Linked DNA regions of Sus scrofa: regions 1 and 2 are each linked to region 3. The links are chromatin contacts, called in public promoter capture Hi-C maps. All regions are on one chromosome and are shown on one strand. The core of a region is the stretch at or near the end of the contact, and the rest is flanking DNA. Distances in the headings are between cores, read along the strand shown.

The links. Promoter capture Hi-C pulls out the DNA fragments that hold promoters and counts their contacts.
Region 1: a promoter capture Hi-C map of liver shows a contact between it and region 3, with 5 times the contacts expected there. The contact joins the promoter of PRCC here to the promoter of CCT3 in region 3. A contact is called at or near these places in 1 of 5 promoter capture datasets (liver), 2 of 47 Hi-C or Micro-C datasets (heart right ventricle and skeletal muscle) and 1 of 2 datasets of contacts at active chromatin or transcription factors (skeletal muscle).
Region 2: a contact with region 3 is called in a promoter capture Hi-C map of liver, with 2.4 times the contacts expected there. The contact joins the promoter of SSR2 here to the promoter of CCT3 in region 3. A contact is called at or near these places in 1 of 5 promoter capture datasets (liver), 2 of 47 Hi-C or Micro-C datasets (epiblast stem cells and liver) and 1 of 2 datasets of contacts at active chromatin or transcription factors (alveolar macrophages).

Annotation. Positions count from the first base shown.
Region 1 is chr4:93,324,228-93,328,572 of Sscrofa11.1, forward strand. It overlaps PRCC (proline-rich protein PRCC), which reads right to left and starts at 1,272. Exons shown (of 7, transcript XM_001924343.6): 1 at 267-1,272. The coding sequence starts at 734.
Region 2 is chr4:94,007,755-94,012,254 of Sscrofa11.1, forward strand. It overlaps SSR2 (translocon-associated protein subunit beta), which reads left to right and starts at 2,970. Exons shown (of 6, transcript XM_001928470.5): 1 at 2,970-3,069; 2 at 3,773-3,927. The coding sequence starts at 3,773.
Region 3 is chr4:93,732,707-93,737,205 of Sscrofa11.1, forward strand. CCT3 (chaperonin containing TCP1 subunit 3) reads left to right here and starts at 1,261. Exons shown (of 14, transcript NM_001244180.1): 1 at 1,261-1,416; 2 at 3,483-3,544. The coding sequence starts at 1,386. TSACC (TSSK6-activating co-chaperone protein) reads right to left here and starts at 2,323. Exons shown (of 4, transcript XM_013996980.2): 1 at 1,605-2,323; 2 at 47-106. The coding sequence starts at 83.

The sequences.
Region 1 (4,345 bases), core at 22-2,521, 410 kb before region 3:
CCTGGGCCTGTCAGTGCCAGGTGATGGTTTATGGCCCTTCTGCAGGCGAGTCTAGCAGGAGAAACCCGCGTGGACCAATACCCTAACTCCCCGAAAGTTGACAAACTTCGGCTCCCATTAATCGCACTGTACCAGGAATCCAGCGGCCTAGAATCAATGGTTGCATTTATAGGACGGAGTCCCAGAATCCCCACGAATCCATCCTACAGCTTAGCCCATGCCCAAATCCAATGGACAGTTTGGGGGTGCCCTTCCCGGATACTCACATCCCCCTTATGCAGCTCCGGCGCCGCAATCTTCACCGGCTCTGTCCGCTTCTTTGGCTTGGGAAGCCCCAGGGGGGACCCGGCGCCGCCGATGGGGGGGGGAAGACTGAGGCCAGGGCCTCTGGGCGAGGGCAGCCCCAATCCTAACCCCTCCCCAACTCCCGCCGCCTCAGCCGGGCTCACGCCTGGAGGTGGGGGGAAGCCTCCCAGGCCGAAGGGCAAGGGGGGAGGAGGCTGGAGCCGGGGGTCTCCGGTGGGTGGGGGCAGCAACAGCGGCGGGGGAAAGGCTGGGGCCAGCATCTGGGGGGGCGGAGGCAGCAAAGCCGGACCCTTGGGTGCGGGGAGAGAAGCGAACAAGCCCCCTAAAGTGGGCCCAGGTGTAGGGGCCGCCGCCTCCTCTTCCTCCGGCTCCGGCTCAGCCTCATCCGGCTCACTCTCATCGCTGCTGGCGTAAGCAACCAGCGACATGGCGCCGCCCGCCTTTGGGGCGCCCTTGCCGGCAATCAAGGCCTACTTGAGACCGGGGATGCCCAGAGGCCTAGTGGGCCCCGCCACTTGGCGGGGCAGGAAACTAAAAAGCCCGCCTTCCCCGTACTCTAGGACTATCCGTGGCAGAAGCCCATGCCCACAGTTGATTTCCACCGAATAAGGCTTCCCTCTTCACTTAAGCTCCTAGTCCCGGGCAACTACACACAGCTAATGGCCGCCGAGTCACTCCGCCTCCTCCTCGCCTCACCAATACAGGAACTACAACTCCCAGAGAATACTTTGAGCACAGCACCATTATCCGACGCAAGTAGCTCAGCGCAAGGCACGGCGGGAATCGGAGTCCGAGGAAGAATTAAGCGGCGCGGAGAAAGACAGGCGGTAAACCCGCCTCTGACACGAGGACTCCTGGGAGGAGTAGTTTTTTGGAGTCGTCTGACAATTCCTGGACAACTACAAGTACCACCGGTCACCGCGGTAGTCAGGGAGCCGGGTCGGAGAGCATTTCGGTACTTGAAGTTCCCTAGGGTAGCTGCTTGGGCGCTAAGATTTATGGGAGACGTAGTGCTCGTAGAAACTGCAAGTGATGTCGGGAATGTGAGGGAGTCTGGGAAGGTGGAGGATTGGGGAAAATAGCTTAAAGGGAAAGTGATCTGTAAATCTGTAAATGAACTGATGAAGCCTTTGAGTCCACTGAAGAAACCCGGAGCACCCAGGAACAATCAGAGTCCTAGAGACCTGTACGAAGTTGGGCTGCGAGCCAGAAAGAAGGCCTAATAATAAACATCTGCAGGCTAAAGTAAATGTGACATAAGAGGGAATAAATGATCTCCCTCGCCTTGACCAAAATGCACATCCAGGAGCACATCTGGCCCGTCTAGCCTGGGTCCTGAGCTCTCTCTGCAGTGAAACAGAACGATGGGCAGGACCCTGGAAGGCAGGGCTCGGTACTTGAGATTTGGGGGCAGCTCCATCTCAGCCCCTATCACAGATTTGAGTCATTGCCTGAGTCCATCCCTTCCTGCATATGTTCTTTGTATCTGTCTCTGCCTGGTGTTTGTTGTGCCTTTCTGCGTGAACTTGTTAATTGGTCCTGTGAGTGACCTTTCTATCCATCCGTGTTGATGTGTGTCCTTTTCCCAGCTCAGGTATGTCTGCTCGTGATTCTGCTGCTCTTTCCCTGTCCACCTGTAATTTTGTGTCCTTTTCATGTTTATTCGTCTTTGCCCCTTCCTGTCTGCCTGGGACTGGGTGCCCTCTACTTGTCAACTCTGTGTCTTTTATAATTTAAAGCTTTATGTACTAAAGCACCTCTGTGTGTGCTCTATCCCCCTACTCCCAGAGAGCAGAAGCATCTACTGAGCTCAGCCCATGAAGACTGTTGAGGTTTGGGGAGGAGGCTAAAGAGGAAGATGGAAAGGATGATGATGGCCACAACAACAACCAAAAAGAGAGTCAGTGAAGGCCCAAGTGTGAGTGAATTCACCATTAGAGAAGGTTGCTGTGCCCTCCACCTCCCCCCGCCCCACCCCCACCTTCTCCATGTGTCTAAATCTCACCCTGCCTTCACCAACAAATTCATATGCTGCCTTCTCCATCTGTTTGCTTCAATCTGTTTGCTCCCTGCTCTGGATGCCCAGAGCACTTTTTTTTTCCTGCCTACCAAATCTTAAACTTTAATGTGCCTAAGATCCCTGGGAAAGCTTCTTAAAAATGCAAATTGCTGAATTCCAGCCTAACTGATTCCTCTTCAGTAGGTGTGGAGTGGGGCCCAGAAGTCTGGATTTTTAAGAAAATCCTCAGTTGATTGCAAAGCAGGTACAGTGAGGACTACCCTGAGAAATTAGACCTTTGGTTCTATCTCGAAACTGGTATGCTTTGCACAGTGTTGACTTCTTCTTCTTTATTTACTTATGTATTTATTTTTTGCTTTTAGGGCTGCACCTGTGGCATATGGAAGTTCCCAGGCTAGGGGTCAAATCGGAGCTACTGCTGCCAGCCTATGCCACAGCCACAGCAATGCAGGATACGAGCCATGTCTGACCTACACCACAGCTCACAGCCACACCAGATCCTTAACCCACTTTGCCAAGCCAGGGATTGAACCTATGTTCTCATGGATACCACTGAACCACAAGGGAACTCCTGCACACTGCTGACCTTTAATACCAACTTTTCCAATCTGGGTTTCCCAGCCTACTTCCTGGTGACTTTGGGCAATCACTTCTCTTCTCCTTCTTTGAAAGATGGATAGAGTATGAAGGAGCCCCGCCCTACTTCTGTGAAAAACACTTCACTATTAACACACAGTGAAGTGATTTAGAACCTTAAGAGAATGGGAAACTTTCAAAGGGAAATGACTGTCCTTGTTCTTTTTCCTTTTTTTAGAGCCGTACCCGTGGCATATGGAGGTTCCCAGCCTAGGGGTCGAATCGGAGCTACAGCTGCCAGGCTACACCACAGCCACAGCAACGCCAGATCCAAGGCACGTCTGCAACCTACACCACAGCTCACAGCAACGCCAGATCCTTAGCCCACTGAGCGAGGCCAGGGATCGAACCCGTAACCTCATAGTTCCCAGTCAGATTAATTTCCGCTGCGCCACAACAGGAACTCCAGGGATCTGTCTTTTTATGACAAATGTTTTCTAAGCAGAGTCCTCTTACTGTAAAGATTAATGATTTACCTTAATAGGTAGACACCCTGCCCTCAAAGGTTGTTTTCATGTAAGGAATTGATAATAGAAACTTCAGGGAGGGATGGCAAGATTTGTTTCTCACCGTTTACTCTTTATACCTTTGGAAATTTGTAATCTGTGCATGTATTACCTATTCAAAGGTAGTAAAAGCAAGAGTTCCCATCGTGGCTCAGTGCTAATGAACCCGACTAGTATCCATGAGGAGGTGGGTTCGATCCCTGGCCCTACTCAGTGGGTTAAGGATCCAGCGTTGCCGTGAGCTGTGGTATAGGTTGCAGATGCAGCTCAGATCCTGCATTGCTGTGTCTGTGGCCATGGTGTAGGCTGGCAGCTGTAGCTCTGATTTGACCCCTAGCCTGAGAACTTCATATGCCACAGGTGTGGCCCTAAAAAGGAAAAAAAAAAAAAATGGTAATAGCAGTAATAAAGTCCTCCAGTAAAAGATAATGAATTGGGAGTTCCCATTATGGTGCATCTCTGGAGCACTAGGACTCAGGTTCGATCCCCGACCTAACACAGTGAGTTAAGGATCCATTGTTGCCACGCCTGCAGCGCTTAGATCTGATTCCTGCCCTGGGAATTTCATGTGCCCCTGGATGGCCAAAAAAGAAAGAAAAAAAAAAGATCATCAATTGAATAGACATATCTAATTTGGTTCCTCTTGAAATTCTTCTGGAGTTCCCGTCGTGGCGCAGTGGTTAAGGAATCTGACTAGGAACCATGAGGTTGCGGGTTCGATCCCTGCCCTTGCTCAGCAGGTTAACGATCCGGCGTTGCCGTGAGCTGTGGTGTAGTTTGCAGACACGGCTCGGATCTTGCGTTGCTGTGGCTCTGGCATAGGCCGGTGGCTACAGCTCTGATTAGACCCCTAGCCTGGGAACCTCCATATGCCGCT
Region 2 (4,500 bases), core at 1,720-4,219, 280 kb after region 3:
CTCCATCATGCGTCTGAGAGCCCTCTAGCAAATTAGAAGCACCTCTGAAGAAAACGGTTGGGGTGTCCCTGCATCATTAGAGATTTAAGTTCTTGCTACCTAATGGAAAAGGTGCTGAAGGCAGAAATTGGGTTTGAATGTAGAAAAGTAAGGAAGTCAACATTTTTTGGACATATAAGTTCGCATCCTAACATTTGTAACCACTATTCCAATACTGTTTGATTTTTTTAAAAATGAGAATATCAGGAGTTCCCATCGTGGCACAGTGGTTAACGAATCCGACTAGGAACCATGAGGTTGAGGGTTCGAACCTTGGCCTTGCTCAGTGGATTAAGGATCCGGCGTTGCTGTGAGCTGTGGTGTAGGTTGCAGGCGAGGCTCAGATCCCACTTTGCTGTGGCTCTGGCACAGGCTGGCGGCTACAGCTCCGGTTCGACCCCTAGCCTGGGAACCTCCATATGCCGTGGGAACGGCCCAAGAAATGGCAAAAAGACTCCCCCCCCCAAAAAAAAGAGAGAGAGAGAATATCAGCATTTCTTTTCTTCCTTTTTTCAGGTGCACAGCACCTGAGGCATATGGAAGTTCCTGGGCTAGGGATTGAATCTAAGCCTCATCTGCAGCCTATGCCACAGCTTTGGCAATGTTAGATCCTTAATCTGCTGAGCTGGGCTGGGGATTGAACCAGCAAAGCCACAGAGACAAGCCGGATCATTAACCCACTGCATCACAGTGGGAACTCCTAAGTATGTATTATTTGTGTAAATTAAAAAAATTATATTTGTAGGAGTTCCCATCGTGGCACAGTGGAAACGAATCTGACTAGGAACTATGAGGTTGCGGATTCGATCCCTGGCCTTGCTCAGTGGGCTAAAGATCTGGCATTTCCATGGCTGTGGTGCAGGCCAGCAGCTGTAGCTCCAATTAGACCCCTAGCCTGGGAACCTCTATGTGGTGTGGGTGTGGCCCTAAAAAGCAAAAAAAAAAAAAGAAAAAAAATTGTTAAATTCCACTTCTATGGAGTACCTAGAGTAGTCAAATTCATAGAGACAGAAAATAGAATAACTGCCAGCGGCTTGGGACAGGAGAAAGGGGAGTTATTGCCTAATAGGTATATGGAGTTTCAGTTCAGGAAGATGAAAAAGTTCTGGGAAGGGGTGGGTGGTAGTGATGGCTGCACAATAATGTGAATGCACTTAATGTCACTGAACATTTACATTTAAAATGGTAAATTTCATGTTATGTGTATTTCGTGTTATGTATATTTGCCACAATAAAAAAAAGAATGTAAAAGAAAAAGGAAAAATGACTGTTGCAAAGTTACTGTAACAGCTTTGATTCTGGATGTTTCTCAAAAACAGACATGGTTCATATTCACTCCATTACCATTTACCGAGTGCACTTCCAGCTAACTTATGCCCATCTGAAGCCCCTAAATTTTGCAGCAAGACTATTTCTGGGTACCTGCCTAGCCACCAGCCTGAAAGCAGCTTGCCACTTCCTTCTCGGCCTGGTCACATACTCTCTTGGTGGCCCTCTTGTTGCAGATCCCAAAAGAGAGGTCAGTGGGCAGCTTGGGTTCTGCCTTAAAAACCACAAAACAGGACATGAAACCAGTGACACTGCCCTGGGGGCACAGAGTGCACCCTAGGTAGCCTTACCATTTCTGCATGCCTCTGGTCCTGGCACGCAGTTCCATGTTCATCTAACAAAGTTCTACTTCAGGAGTTCCCGTCGTGGCGCAGTGGTTAACGAATCCGACTAGGAACCATGAGGTTGCGGGTTCGGTCCCTGCCCTTGCTCAGTGGGTTAACGATCTGGCGTTGCCGTGAGCTGTGGTGTAGGTTGCAGACGCGGCTCGGATCCTGCGTTGCTGTGGCTCTGGCGTAGGCCGGTGGCTACAGCTCCGATTCAACCCCTAGCGTGGGAATCTCCATATGCCCCGGGAGTGGCCCAAAGAAATAGCAACAACAACAACAACAACAACAACAAAAAAAAGACAAAAAAAAAAAAAAAAAAGTTCTACTTCAATCTCTTGGTGGGGTTCCCTTGAAGATGGCAGGAAGAAGTTGTATTTTTTTGGAAGTCTTTCAATGGAAATATTTTCCTTAGCAATTGACTCTCAAATCTCTCCTCTAGTCAGAATAGATTCCAATAAGGAGACTGTAAATAGAGATGATGAAAATTCATCCAATCAGCAGGTGTTTCTTGAGCACCTCCTGTGCGTTCAGCATCACTGTAGGATCTCTGAATAAGTGTACACTAGAGAAATAGCACCTAATCATGAAGGTAGATTTTCCAGATCAGAAACAATCAGAAAAAAACCAAAAACCAAGCCGGAGTTCCCGTTGTGGCTCAGCGGTAATGAACTCGACTAGTGTCCATGAGGACTAGGGTTCAATCCTTGGCCTCACTCAGTGGGCTCAGTGGGTTAAGCTTCCACTGAGCTGTGATGCAGACAGCAGAGGCGGCTAGCCCGGGAACATCCATATGCCTCAGGAGAGGCCCTAAAAAAAAAAAAAAAAAATTAAAGAAAGGATCTACTTTTTTGGAACCTCAAAGGGCTTCTAAGGAAAGTTCAGGGCTTTCTAGGGTAGCTAGCTGGATATAGAAGATGAGTAAATTTTTCGCCTAGAAATACAGAGAATGGTGGTAGCCCGGAGAGCAACAGTTTTTCTCTAATTCCTAGCTCGATAGTACACTCGACATTGTAGACAGAAGATCCTAATCTCTACGTTTGCCAGTCCCACAAAGCACTTAATCAGGTGCTGGTCATCTACGGTACTGGAAAGCCAGCTTGAAAAGCCACTCTAGACGGCAGAATAATAAAAGCGTGAAAGAAAAGAAAGAAAAGCGTGAAGGAGCACAGACAAATCGATCACAGAGGCTGCAGCATCCCGGAGGCAGGCGCGCTCTACAAAGGAAAGGTGGGGCTTGTCTGAGAACTACAACTCCCAGAAGGCATCCAGCAGAGTACCAACGTTTCCGGCCAGAGCTCATTTCCGGTCTTTCGGGTGCTGACGCTCTCTTCCGGCCTTCGTGGCCCCCTGAAGGGTTTGTGGGGTGCGCACGGTGAGTCCTTTGATTCTGGGGGTGCCAAAGTTCGTGTCCACACAACACTCAGCGGCTGAGGGTTAGCTTTGGCAGGGCGGGGAGGGAATAGAGCACGCTGGCTGGAGGACGTGTAATCTTGGCAAGAGACGGAGGGGGGGCAGAACAGACTAAGCCCTCAGAGGGCCCCAGAAAGGGATGTGGAAGACGAGGACGAATGCGGTCCCGCGGGAAAAATGGACAGTAGGATACAGGGGCGTGAGGGAGGACCCCGCTAGCGCGCATTGGGATACCTGGGGTGCTGGTGGAGGAATAGCAGCCGGGGAAAGGCAACAGTCGTGAGGGATTCCTGTGTGAAGGAAAGCTAGAGGCTGCTACAGTTCCGAGATGGGCCGAAATGCGGCAGGCCAAGGAAACCTCTATTCTGGCCACATGGAGCTCTCTCAGAAGACCCCAGTAATTGGGGAGCACCCAGGACCCCTCGCAGTAATAGGTAGCAGATATGCCCTGGAGGTCTACAGATTTTCGAGGGCTGCAGGGTGGATTTGGTGGGAAGCTTGCGAATGGGACAGCTTTGGTAGCGTATACTCTGCTCTGTGAAAGTGGCCGCTGCTTTGATGAGCTCAAAAGATCTTTTGACGGACTTTGTAAGAAAGGACTGTCAGAAAGATTTTGGTGGTTTTACATGCTTGGATTGACTGCTCACTTGCTTTTTCCTCCAAAGATGAGGCTGCTGGCATTCGTGGTGTTGACTCTCTTTGCTGTCACTCAAGCAGAAGAAGGAGCCAGGCTTTTGGCCTCCAAATCACTGCTGAACAGATATGCTGTGGAGGGGCGAGACTTGACCTTACAGTACAACATCTACAATGTTGGCTCAAGGTAAGGAGGCCCTGAAGCTATAGGTTGGGCCCTTTTAAGCTTCTCAGGTATCTTGACTGGGAACAGGGATCAGTAATGATTTATCTTTGGGAGGACTCCAGCAACAGGTATAGTGTGTAAATGAATTCACTGCTGGATGACTTTTGGAGGAGGATATTCTTACCTAAGCTACAGGAAACCATCCTCCAATTTTGTGAGTTGCTAGAGTCTCATAGTGGAGAAGAAGAAAGAATTGTGTGAAATAGGGAGAGAAGGATGAAAAGGCAGAAAAGAGGAGTTCCCCATGTGGCTCAGCAGAAACGAATCTGACTAGGATCCATGAGGATGCAAGTTCAATCCCTGGCCTCGATCAGTGGGTTAAGGGATCTGGCGTTGCTGTGAGCTCAGGTTTAGGTTGCAGACTCAGCTCAGAGCCCTCATTCCTGTGGCTGTGGTGTGGGTGGTAGCTGTAGTTCCAATTCGACCCCTAGCCTGGGAACTTCTACATGCCGTGGGTGCAGCCCTAAAAAAGCAAAAAAAAAAAAAAAAAAAAAAAAAGAAAGAAAGAAAAAAAGGCAAAAAACACATGATCCT
Region 3 (4,499 bases), core at 11-2,510:
CAAAGTCTGGTTTTAAGGGAAAGGAAGCAGGGCCTCTGACACACACCTCTTCTGTTAGTAGGATGACTAGAATGCTGCTCCATCTGAACACCTACAGGTGTGGTGCCTGGGAAAGAATCACAACATCACATGACCAACAACCCATGCTATTATTTTACTATTAACAATTTCATATAAGTTCTCCCCAGCACATATCAGGCTGCTCCAGTTTGGGAAGGAAAAAGTATGAAAGGGTGTGTACTGTTCTATTTTATGGCCAAACATAAGTAACTGTTCTTGAATTGTTCGTGCTCTCATCCTTTCACTAAAAAACAAAACAAAACAAAAAACTGTTTCTAGTAATGTTTCTTTTCTCTGGACAAAACAGTACTTTAACTACGCCCAAACTTTAAGCGTCTCCTAAAAATGTGGGCAAATACTGTGTTCTCCCCTAGTTTTGATTTCTGCGGGATCAGCCCTTTTCCTATCCTGTAAGGTAACTTAAAAACTCTGGTTCTCCAACATCTCTAATGGACCAGTAGCTGAGGGCATGAGGAGGGCAGGGGAAAGAATGGACACGGATAAAGAAAATCTGAGAGCACTAGAGGAAAACACTTGAGAAAATGTTTTACATAGGATAACTCGAGGGGTCGGTAAGCCAGCACTCTCAGGTACCATTCACGGCCTCAATAGATAGTATTTGCCTAAGAGGGAAAGGTCCATGCATAGGAACGAGTCAGAGGCAGTAAACCACAACTCCCAGCGTGCCCAGAAGGCTAGTTACCGCCCAGCTCAGTCTGATCGGACTACAACTCCCATTCCACCCCGCATCAAAGGGGCCAGGTGTTCTCTCAACTGCCGGTTTAGGTCCCGCCCCTTCTAGTCCTCCCCGTAGCCAAAGCTGGAACGAAAGCATGGAAACTGTCAAGTCATTCTCCACCTTGGCGTCCGAAAGGAGTCGAGACGCATGAGTTTAATGACCTCACCTGCGGTGTTAATGGAAAGCCTCTACCCCAGCACCCACCCTTATAGTTGACACACATGCGCAGTGGCGTTCCGGCCAACTACCCGATCCTTGGCGCTTGCGCCAAGGTTCGCGCCGCACGCGGCCGGGAGCGGCCACCCCATTGCGCAAGCGCCTCTGCCCTCTCATTGCCATCACCGTGCTCTCTCTACCTAGCTTGCCCCGCGTTCTTGCGTAGGGGGCGGGGCTAAGAATGTCAATTGGCCTGTTTCCGTGCCGGTCAGTGAGATGGGTGCGGTGATTGGGGGCGCCCGGGAGGGTAGCGGGGTTGGGTGTAAGCCCTGAGGAGGCAGCGTTTTCTGGGCTTCTCGCTGGTTCTCTCTCTCCAGAAGGTTCTGCCGGTTCCCCCTGCTTTGGGTACCCGGCTCTGCATCGCGCCGCCATGATGGGCCATCGTCCGGTGCTCGTGCTTAGTGAGTTTTGGGAAAGCTGGGGAAGGGACCCCCTCTTCATCTCCCTCTTTCGGCACTTTACAGCCTTGCCTCAGCCCAGTCCCGCCCTGGTCCGGCCCCTGAGCCTTCCAGTCGTTCATTTTGGAAGCCCCTTCTGCTTTCCTGTCTACCCTTAACGTATTCCCATGTCTACACAAACGCAAACTGACCTTTCTCTCTCGAGCCTCATTTTTCCGGGCTCTGGCCTCGGGAAGATGCTTCCCACTCGGCATTCTGTTCTTCACCTCCAACCCCCGCCCTTGCAACCTTCTTTGAGTGATTTTCAGTGTGCAGTTTTGTGACTAACGGCTTTTAAGTTTGGCCTAGCATTTTAACCTTGGCCCATCCCTTAGTAGTGGTGTGGCGTCAGCCACGTTGTTTGATTGAAACGTTTCCATCTTTATTATTAGGATTAACTATTTTCCCGTAAGATTGTGACTCAAGTGAGATAAGTAGAGACAATTGCTTAAAAGAGCGAGTGGTAGCCTTGGTTATTTGTATTTTCAGTAATTGTCCTCTTGAATTTCCATTCTGCAACTTCTGTTCCTCAAGTAACCCTACCTTCCTCACTGGTTTATCTTAGATGTAGTTATTCCCTTGATATCCCCTCCGTGGTAATCTTTCCCACTTACCAACTGAGTTTTCCCACATTTTTCCATTGGGTCTCTTTACCTATGGGGAATGAGTCGCATTTCTGTTGTCTTCCTCGGGTATGTTTCTGTTCTGTGTAATCTCAGCCTTATTAGTCATTTTCCGTCCCTCTCTTATGCGTGTAGAATGCTATCGATTTTCTGTATACCTGGAAAATAACTGTTTGCAAACAAGAATCCACTTAACCCAGAAAAAAAAACCAATTTTTTTCTGATGAATCCAATCAGAAAGGTCCATGCAGGATTTTGGTTATCAGTGCCTGAAATAGGAATCTAAATCCTGAGAACTGTGAATGAATGTTTAGGTTTGATGGGTGGGAAATTTTACAACAAACTGTAGGGAAGTATAATTTGGAGAGAGGAGTGAAATAAACATTCTTTTGATTCAGGTATAGCCATTGAGAGGGCCCTAAGGTGAGTAGTGCGTTGTTCAGCTCTTTTGAGGTCGGAGTTAATCCCTTGCATTAGCGGCCCTAACCTATTAGACTTCCTATTAAAACATGTAGGTCACACTTACTGATGGTCAGTGGGTTCCTGAGGCATTCTGGTTATGTCCAAGCATGAAGTGATTGTATCTCGCAAACCCAGATGCTTTTGAGTGTGTGTTCTCATTCCATAGCACACAGGGGAGAAGGGGGGAGGAACTATTTAATAATTACGCTGGGAATGTCAGTATGATTCTGTGTACCCAATTATGAGGACATGAATCCCCCAAGTTTTCCTTTTTACATAAGGGAGTGATTGATGCTTTTTTAGGGTCACCAGGTCTTTAAAAATCTGATGGATCTTAGGTTATGAATCCTTGTTATACATACATGAATATTTGATTAGAGAGAAAGTGATGACTAAGATTCCAAAGTTGAAGCTTTATGAATTGTTTCTTAGTATACCAGGAGTTGAAGTAAAGAAAGAAATAAGTATGTATGTTTACTTATTAACAGCTCGTTGAGGTGCAATTGATATACAAAAAGTTGCACATATTTGAAGAGTATAAGTTGGTAAGCTTTGATCAGTGTATACATCTGGGAAACCAGTATGTGTTTTTGTTTTTTTTTTTTTTTTTTGTTTGCTTCTTAGGGCCAAACCCGCGGCATATAGACGTTCCCAGGCTAGGGGTCCAATCCGAGCTGCAGCTGCTGGCCTAGGCCACAGCCACAGCAATGTGGGATCCAAGCCTCATCTTCGACCTACACCACAGCTCACTGCAACGCCAGATCCTTAACCCACTGAGCAAGGCCAGGGATCGAACCCAAAACCTCATGGTTCCTAGTTGAGTTCATTTCCGCTGCACCACCAGGGAAACTCCTGTTTTTATTTTCAAAGATTGGGAAATAAATGAATAACTTATATACAATGGGGCAGTCCTGGACTATTGCCTTTTGTTTTTATCTGTTTTAGGCCAGAACACAAAGCGTGAATCTGGAAGAAAAGTTCAGTCTGGAAACATCAATGCTGCCAAGGTAGCCTATCTTATAAGTTGTCTGCCTCTAGCTATCTTCCCTGGTGTTTCAGTTTTTGTGATTTGACAGAGGAAAAGTTGACTTCCTTTCCCTCTTGGTGGTAAAGAAAAGGAATCATTTTCTCTCTGAGCTGGGCCTAACGGTCTACTCAAATTAACTTTTGCGAATTCTGTTCCTGTATACTATCTCATAATATTCTATTTGTGTTTATCTCCCATACTAGATGGAATTACTTGGAAGGAAGAACTATATTCACTTTTATATTCCTAATATTTGCTATAGCTCTTGAATAGGTATCTACAGTAAATGCTTTTTGAATGAAACAATGAAATAGCCCTAGATCTAATTTAGCATGAGGTAGAGGCCACTATCATGGAAAGAAATACAAGTACATGGACTTTCAGTTATCTAGATTGCTGGGAAGCTGAAGCACTGGGAGGCGTGTCCCCCCTCCTTTTTTTTCCTTTTTTTTTTTTTAACTTTTTAAAGCCCAGCTCATGGCATATGGAGGTTCCCAGGGTAAGGGTTGAATTGGAGCTACAGCTGCCAGCCTACACCATAGCTCATGGCAACCCCAGATCCCTGACCCACTGAGCGAGGCCAGGGATCAAACCTGCATCCTCCTGGATACTAGTTGGATTCGTTTCCACCTTGCCACAACAGGAACTCCGGCGTGTCCCTTTTTTCTTGTGAAAAGTTATTCCTTTCCATCCAGAAAACATTCCAAAGTGGAAAAAACAACAGAATCGAGCCACGTGGCATGCTAGGTTTAAAGGGATTACCAATCCTGGAGTTCCCGTGGCACAGCAGAAACGAAACCAACTAGGAACCATGAGGTGTGGGTTCGATCCCTGGCCTTGCTCACTGGGTTAAGGATCCGGCGTTGCTGTGAAGCTTAGATCCCTCGGCATAGGGATCTAGATCCCTGTGGCATAGGCCAGCAGCTACAGCTCCA